2 separate regions of the Manis pentadactyla genome follow, and region 1 is linked to region 2. The links are chromatin contacts, called in public Hi-C maps. All regions are on one chromosome and are shown on one strand. Each heading gives the region's core, a stretch centred on a gene start, on an enhancer-like site or on the middle of the called end of the contact. The rest is flanking DNA. Distances are from core to core; before and after follow the strand shown. Region 1 holds the start of SMUG1 (single-strand-selective monofunctional uracil-DNA glycosylase 1). Region 2 holds the start of HOXC10 (homeobox C10).

Evidence for each region. A called contact is a pair of places that touch in the nucleus more often than the background predicts.
Region 1: a Hi-C map of skin fibroblasts shows a contact between it and region 2, with 7 times the contacts expected there. The contact joins the promoter of SMUG1 here to the promoter of HOXC10 in region 2. A contact is called at or near these places in 2 of 3 Hi-C or Micro-C datasets (fibroblasts and skin fibroblasts).

What each region holds. Positions count from the first base shown.
Region 1 is chr10:38,523,371-38,527,492 of mManPen7.hap1, forward strand. It overlaps SMUG1 (single-strand-selective monofunctional uracil-DNA glycosylase 1), which reads right to left and starts at 2,299. Exons shown (of 4, transcript XM_036915320.2): 1 at 2,151-2,299.
Region 2 is chr10:38,328,663-38,332,712 of mManPen7.hap1, forward strand. HOXC10 (homeobox C10) reads left to right here and starts at 2,173. Exons shown (of 3, transcript XM_057486714.1): 1 at 2,173-2,348; 2 at 2,486-3,011. The coding sequence starts at 2,295. LOC118927170 (a long non-coding RNA gene) reads right to left here and starts at 1,929. Exons shown (of 3, transcript XR_005030737.2): 1 at 1,724-1,929; 2 at 1,442-1,545; 3 at 1-882.

The DNA.
Region 1 (4,122 bases), core at 1,049-3,548, 190 kb after region 2:
ATCACTATCCCCATCTTAGAGATGAGAAAATTGAGGCCCAGGATCAGTTAGGTAAGTTTCCCAGGGAAGGATAGTCAACAAGGAGGGAGTAAATGAGAGCCCAGGACACTCTTCTTAATGTCCCCTGTCCTACCCTGTCCTTGTCATTTGGCTGGGAGCAACACCCCATTCTGGACTCTTCTTGTCTGGTTGGTGAGCTAACCGTCGGAGAGCATTGCCTAACTCCTAGATTAGGATTTCATTCTCCTGCAAGCTCTCTGGGCTCCAGCCACACACAATTACTGGCAATGCTCTGAACTCTCCTTGCCCTTTCTTACATGTCTTTGCCTATGGTGGCCCTTCTGACAGGACTGCCTTTCTGTCCACCCCTTTATGAACTGGGAAAACTCAAGCTCATCGCTCAAAACCCAGTTCAATGGTCACCTCCTCTGTGAAGCCTTCCCTGATGTGCCTCTGAAGCTCCACCACACCATATTTAAGCCTCCAGGGTAGCACTGGTCACATTGTTGCTGAGAGCCAGCCTCCTTCCCAAGCCATAATCCCTTCAAAGGCAGGGACCACCGTGTCCTGTTCAGCAATTTTCCCAGGACACACATTGTTTCTTTGGACAAGATTTCATCAATATCTTCCTTCCCCAACCCAGGCCCAAGGAACAGGGGCATCAACCTTTGCTGAGATCAAGGAAAAAGACCAAGAAGTTGGGGCAATATGCAAGAGGAGGCATCCCAGGGGATTGTGTGGGGGTGCAGGATATGTAGTTCTTGTCCTTCTAAATAATCCCTTCCACCCACCTTAAAGCTGAATGGATGAAGAGAAGAAGGTGGAAGAATAGAAGCATAGAGCTGAAAGGGAGAAGGGGGAACAAAACAAAGGAGAAAAGCGGTGGGCAGGAGGAGGAGGGGGAAGAGTCAGAGCAGAGCAATGAGACAAAAGGGAGGGAAGAAGAGAGGAGGGGGAGGGAGCCCCGGCTGTTGATCCTCAAGTACACCCAGCAGAGACCTAGGATCACTCCTGCCCCCATTTCCCTGTCTGGCAAATGGGCCCATCTCTCCTCCAAGAACAAGTGAGACTGGGGCGGACATGGGGATGGAAACTCTGCTGTGGGGTGTGCTCTGCAGCCCCTCACACACACTCTCACAGAGCTCACCTGAGAGGGAAGAATCATTATTCCCACCCTACAGATAGATATAGGGACTGAGGCACAGAGGTGCACCATTTGTCTCCATGAGAGGGGATCTGACCCCAAATCCATGCTCTCCCCACAATCCCAGGGCCCTCTCAGCATTGAGGACCAACAAGAGAGGCAGACATTTCACAGGCTACTTGGAAAGCTGAGGTGCAGAGGACAGAGGGGGACCAATCACCTCCACACCCCATGGAAGATTGTGTCATCCTCCGGCTCTAGGAAGCCCCCCACCCTGCATTGACTTAGTCTTTGCCTAGTAGGTTGATGATGCTCAATCTAAAATCTGAAGACCTGACAGGGGCTCTGAAGACTCATTTAAGCAGATGCAGGAAATTGCTTTGGCATTTTGTCCTTCCTTCTGCCAGCAACTGTCAACCAGCGGAGGGAGTGGCTCAGGGGGTTTTCCTTTAAAAGACCCCACAAACATCCTTTCTCCATTGCTCTCTCCTCCCCAGCTCAGAGGAAGGAGCAAGGAATATGGACTCCCCTCAGAGGACTTGGGGCAGATGGCAGGGACCAAGCAACATCCATGGCTTTCTGAGGCTCTGAGGTGCCCGGTGGCAAGGCAGCGACATGCAGCCCTCTGCCCTAGCCCCCACAAGGGACGTATGGGCAAGCTGTGGCTCACAGAGGACCCTCCGCAGCCCCGCAGAGCCAGAGCCTTGCTCCTTATGAACAGGCAACCTCTCCGTGTTCAGCCTCCCTCAGACACCAAACCCAGTGGCTCATGCCCCTCTCTACCAGGAAGTCCATCCTAATGTCTAGCTCACAACTTTCCTGCTGTTGCCTATTCAGTCCTCAGCTGCTATGGCACAGCAGAGTCTGAGCTCTGATGGTCAGGGCATGGGGAAAAGAATAAAGACTTAACTTGAAACCTGGGGGAAGGTAATGCAACAAAAAAGAAAGGTGGTTCCCTCAGCCCCATCTCTTCCCTCTATTAGCAATAGAAATGGAGGGTAAATACCTGGAAGGACTTCCTGAGAGAGAAAGGAGATATTTCAGAATAGGATTATAAAAGGCAAAGGCTGTGTCCCCTTCCCATGGCCTCCCAGCCTGGACACCCTTCAATAGCAGCTGCAGGAGGATGGCCCGCACTTCCAGAAAAGCTTGATGCTGGGGCTGCTGGGATCCTCACAGCTCCTGCGGAAGAGAAAAGCCTGGTCCCGGAGCCCTCTGGTGGCCACTCAGACGCAGGACAGATGGCTCTGCTTCTAGAGGCCCAGCATCAGAGCCCAGGGGGGTGGGGGCGGGAGGGAGGCTGGAGGGGGCTGGGAGCCCATACAGGAGAGGCAGCTCCCAGCGCCCCACACTGGGAGAGAAACCCGGTGCACAGCCCCAAGCTCATCACACCCACTGGCTAACCCCCAGGACAGGGTGCGGCCTCTGCTGCTCTGGGGCAAGAGCTGATGCAAAATCACACCAGGACTCGCAGGCCCGCACACCCCGCCATGCGCAGCCATATGGCCCCACAGATGTCACAACACATGCACAGATCTCCCCACAGAGAGAGATGGCTCCCCTCAGACTCTCCACCACCCCTTCCCTGGAAACATGAGGGGTGGCTGGAGTGCATGAAAGCACAGGTTCCAGAGCAGGGGCAACGGACAAGGGCAGGGTGGGAGGATGCCCCAGCCTATGCTTCAGCATCAGGGAGGCCGAGGAGCCCATGACCACCAACCCCTCCCCCAGTGTCCATGAAGAGGTCAGAGCACAGGTACAGAGTCACCCTAACAGAGGCTTGGGATCTGTGAAGAGGAAAGACTAGGGAGAGGAGTCGTGAGTCTGGATAGAGACCAGGCTTACCCCTGGGTCCACAGCTTCCTTTCAGGACTGCTCTCTTTGGCTATTTGGAAGTTCTTCCAAGCATCTAACCTCAATCCTTCCTGCTGAGCTCGGAGAAATCCCTAGAGATTACTCTGGCTTTTTGCCTGTGTTATAAACCAAACAGATAATTCTGAAACCTGAAGAAGGAGGGACAAGAACTGGCGATGAGCAAAAGGAGGAAGCAGGAGGTAAGACGGGGTCAGGTAAGACAGGTAAGGGAAGTGATGTTTAAGACCCTCTCTCCTCCCCAGCTCTGAGGAAGGATCAGGGAATATGGACTCCCATTGGAGGAGGACTTGGGGCAGATGGCAGGGAGGACTTCCCAGAGAAGGGCTGATGAGGACCTACTGAAAGTGTTTTAGATTACTACAAACTGGAGATGACAGGATGATAGAGGAAGGGAAGACAGTGGGAGATGGAAAAGGGAAGTGTCTTATAAAACACTGAGACACCACCTAGAAAGAGTGGAGAGAAAAAGCCATATACCTTGAGAGGTGAGGATCTAAAACAGAAAAAGCTCAGGACTGTTCCACTTGACAGCTCCAGGCATTAGTTTCCTTGCCAAGATGGGATATTAGTATATGTTTAGGGTCTAAATGCAGTTCAGTGCCTAGCATTGTTGAAAGTCACGCTCAGTAGCTTCCTCCCAAAAGCAGGCAGGAAAGTGAATCAGAGCAGGAGGCAGAAGGGGCCCTAGGCAGTCCTCCAGCCTTCTAGCTCCACCCATCACCCCACTGCCCATCAGAACCATGGGCGGCTTAGGGGAACAAGGCTAGGTCCTGACCGCAGAGCTCCTGGATCACAGGGCCCAGGAATCTGAATTCTAACCAGCCCCCAGGTGATTTTGAGTCAGCACCTGAGAACTGTTGACTTAGCCTCACCCTGTCATTTATCAGGGCAGGGCAATGAGGCCCAGAGAGGCAGAGCAACCTGCCCAGGTTTGACTTGAACTCCACACATACAGGCAGGGAGGGCTGCTCCCTTCTCCTCCATGCCTCTCCAGCTCCCAGTTCCAGGACAAGTCTTCCTGGCCTTGCCTCTAAGTCCCGATGGGGCTGAGGCCTCCCTTCTCTTTCATCACCAGGACCTGAGTTTGGCCTGAGCACTGATGT
Region 2 (4,050 bases), core at 923-3,422:
AGGTTTTTTATTCAGAGAAAAACCAGGAAAAGCTGACGTGGCCAAGCAGTATTTGGGTGTGGGGAGAGGGCCCAGCAAACCCCAAAATGAGGGCAAGGGCAGGGGACTGGGATTCCAAACTCCAGGGACAGGCACACCAGGAAGGAAAATAAAGGAGATGTGAAAGAGGGGGGAGGGAACCCCCCAAAGCCATATAATTCTCAATTGCTTTGGTCTTTAATTTCATCGCCCCATAAATGAGGAAATATCAGTTCCCATACTAAATTTTTATCCCCGGCTGATAAATATGACGGGGAATTTTCGTTGGGTCCTCGTAAAAGCGAACAGTTTCGATCAAACTGGTGGGGAAAGACTTATGCAGATAATACAAACAGAGTGGTCATAAAGTCTCTGCCGTTTCCCGCGGGGTGGGCGGTGGGACAAATGGCTCCCTGGATTGACGGCTGCCGAGGCTGTCCCAAGTCTTGTCTGGGGCCTAAACAGCCTAACCTTGCCCAGGCCAAACCTGTGCTGAGCCCACCGCTAACCCTGCAAATGAAAGCACAAAACCATTTCAGATCTCCTCTGGCTGGCCCTGCAAGCAAGTCACACATTACATATTTTCTTCCAGTTTTCCCGAAATTCAGGGACCCCTTTGCCTTCTCTCTCACCCCCTGGATGAGAGAATTCGGCGGATTTCTTTCCGAAGTCACGTTCTAGCAGCGGGGGCTTGGGCCTCCCTAGAAGCGATCCAGCCTCCTCACTTCACGCCAGGGCGCCTGGAGCTCCGATCCTTTTCCCAGCCACGCTCCAGCCCTTCCGAAAGTCGAAACCCGAGGCGGCTTCATCCAAGGGAAAATGCGGGGCAACCGGAAAGACAAGTTATTCTCCAGATTCCGTTTCCTGAGGAAGGGGTGGAGAGTTTAGTTCGCTTTGGGAGAATGGCGATAGCGACATGGATAGAACTATGTGAAATATACCTTGTCTCCCATTTCTCGACACCCTTTATTAAACAATAAAAACCACAAAAATAGACTGGTCCCTGTTCTCCTTTCAAAAATGCCCCCAGCTCATTCGCTCTGGAAAGGACATTTCTCTCGGTCATATTTTTTGTGGCATCTGGTGTCCTGGTTTCCTGTATGATCCATGACTCCTCCAGAGCAGCAGAGACCCCGAGGATTTTCCTCTTTCGCTCTGGGATATTCCCTGTTTTAGTTGGGGCAAGGTCATTTGGAGGGCCGCCAGGGCCTGGAGCAAAAGCAGCAGAACCGACTCCAAGGCCAAAGCCTTCCCGCCCCTGGGATGGCAACCCAGGAGCCGCCCACCCTGCCAGGCCCAGGCGGCTGCACTCCCAGGTCGGGGAACCGGTGCCTCTGGTTGCCGGCTTCCTCCTGCCCCGACTCCTAGATTCACTCAGAACCTCCTTTCCCCTCAGTATCCCTAAAGTGATGGTGACCCCTACCTGGTCCACCCCAGAGAGAGGAGATTCCACTGGGAGCTTGCAACTCAATCAGCTTCCGTGACTGAAGGTCCCCAAACTGAGTTCCCAGGCCAAACCTGACGAACCTGGACGCGGGAGAGCAGAAACTTTAGTTTTGTTTGGGAGTCCTAACTTTTTCTCTCTGTCTTTGCTCACAGGAGCCCTCCCCCCACCCAACCTCACCCAACTCCCATTCCCGAGGGAAGAAGAGGGGGCGGGGGTCAAGGAGAGGAGAAAGGGAGGTGAGAAGAGGGGAAGAAGTACCTGAATCGTGTCTTGACCTTTTAATTTGAATTTGACTGTTTTGAGCCCCGAGTTGCCTCGCTTTCTCCCTTTCTCCCGCATTTGCCCCCTCTCCGCTCCCCTCTCCCCAGGAGTTACAGGCTGGTTCCTGGGTAAACAAGCCCCATTCTCCCTAGAGCCCCCCTATCTTACTCCACCCGCTCCTGCCCCTGCCGCCCCGGGGGCGCTTCCTTTGTTCGCGGGGATGGGCTCCCGCGCCCCTACCCCAAGGTGGCTGCTAGGTGGCGCTGTTACTCCACGCTGAGCCCTCCGCCTGCCGACAACTTGACCCCGCTGACGTCACGGCCGTCTGAATCATCAAGGCCATTTTCAAATCCCATTGGTCTAGCCGTCACATGGTGAGGACCGAATACACGGATAATTATGGAGCTGATATTCCCCCCCCCCTTCTTTTCCCTCCCGCCCCTCCAACAGCCCCCCACCCTCCCGGATAGGGAAAAAAAAAGATGTCAGCTCCTCCGCTGTAGTATTGCTCCTTAAAAACCCCTCTCTCTGAAAATGACATGCCCTCGCAATGTAACTCCGAACTCGTATGCGGAGCCCTTGGCTGCGCCAGGCGGAGGAGAGCGCTATAGCCGAAGCGCAGGCATGTATATGCAATCTGGGAGTGACTTCAACTGCGGGGTGATGCGGGGCTGCGGGCTCGCGCCCTCGCTATCCAAGAGGGACGAGGGCAGCAGCCCCAATCTCTCCCTCAACACCTACCCGTCCTACCTCTCGCAGCTGGACTCCTGGGGCGACCCCAAAGCCGCCTACCGCCTGGAACAACCTGTTGGCAGGCCGCTGTCCTCCTGTTCCTACCCACCTAGTGTCAAGGAGGAGAATGTCTGCTGCATGTACAGCGCGGAGAAGCGGGCTAAAAGTGGCCCCGAGGCAGCCCTCTACTCCCACCCCCTGCAGGAGTCCTGCCTCGGGGAGCACGAGGTGCCTGTGCCCAGCTACTACCGCGCCAGCCCGAGCTACTCCGCGCTGGACAAGCCGCCCCACTGTGCCGGGGCCAACGACTTCGAAGCCCCTTTCGAGCAGCGGGCCAGTCTCACCCCGCGCGCCGAACATCTGGAATCTCCCCAGCTCGGGGGCAAAGTGAGTTTCCCTGAGACCCCCAAGTCCGACAGCCAGACCCCTAGCCCCAATGAGATCAAGACCGAGCAGAGTCTGGCGGGCCCCAAAGGCAGCCCCTTGGAGAGTGAAAAGGAGCGGGCCAAAACCGCCGACTCCAGCCCAGACACCTCGGATAACGAAGCGAAAGGTAAGGTCGCTGGGGCCGCGGCCCGGCTGGGACGCTCGGGCACTTGGTCTTCGTGGCCGGGGTGGGAGCGGGGGGCGGGTTGGGCCGAGGAGGCCTTGGACGTCCCGGGAATGAAATCCCGGCTTGCGACTCGTGTTTGCTGAGCGCCAGGCTGGTGGCGCGTCATTTGGTTAGGGAAGGTAAGCGGCGAAGTGGAGGTGCTGGGCCGGCAGCTGCCGTGGGCGCCGAGACCAGGGGGTGATGCGCACCACCGGCAGTCTGCAGGCGCCTTATGCTGCCAGGGCGGGTGACCGCTCCCGGGTGGGGGCAGGCTTTGGTTTGCTTGCTCTGCGCTGGTATCCTGGTGGGGTCTGATGTCCCCAGCTCAGGTCAGAAGCTTGCAAAAAGCTTAAAATGGCGATCTTGTGCCAGGGTGTAGGGAAGGCTTGGGAGAAGGGGGATTTCCCTTTTCTGCGTTTTCCCAGTTGAAAATTGTTTCCTGCGAAGCGCGATTTGTTGTTTGTGGGTCTGATTTGTGCGTGTGGTTTGGGCTCCTTCCGTTTTGGGCTCGGCCAGGCCCCCAGGCAGAGGGGCTGGGGCGGGAAGAGGTGGAGGTGAAGAGCTGCCCGCCTCATCCCTCCTTTCCCCAGACGTCTGGCTTGGGGATGGTGTTGGAACAGGGCATTTGGAATGTTAAGTTATTTTTCCTCCCCTTTAATATGTTTTTATCTTCTTTTTTTCTAGTCAAATAAAAAAAATTTTTCATTGGTTTCCAAAAGCAGCTTACGAACGAGTGGTTGGGGAATTTCTGTGTGCGTGGCAAACGGTTTTCTCCTGAAAGGGAATGTGGCCTTGGTTGGATTTCCTTGTGATTTTGGTTGGAGAAAGAAAGTGTAGCCAGAGTTCAAGCTCAGGATTCAAGATTCATTTCTACTGCAGGAACGGGGGCCTCCAGGACCTTTCTCTGACACCTGGAGAAAAAATGTGGAGGAAGCAAGAGCAGTGGAGGGAGGCTGAGGGAACTGACTTGCCCTGAAAAGTTGGAGCAAAAAGCATCAGA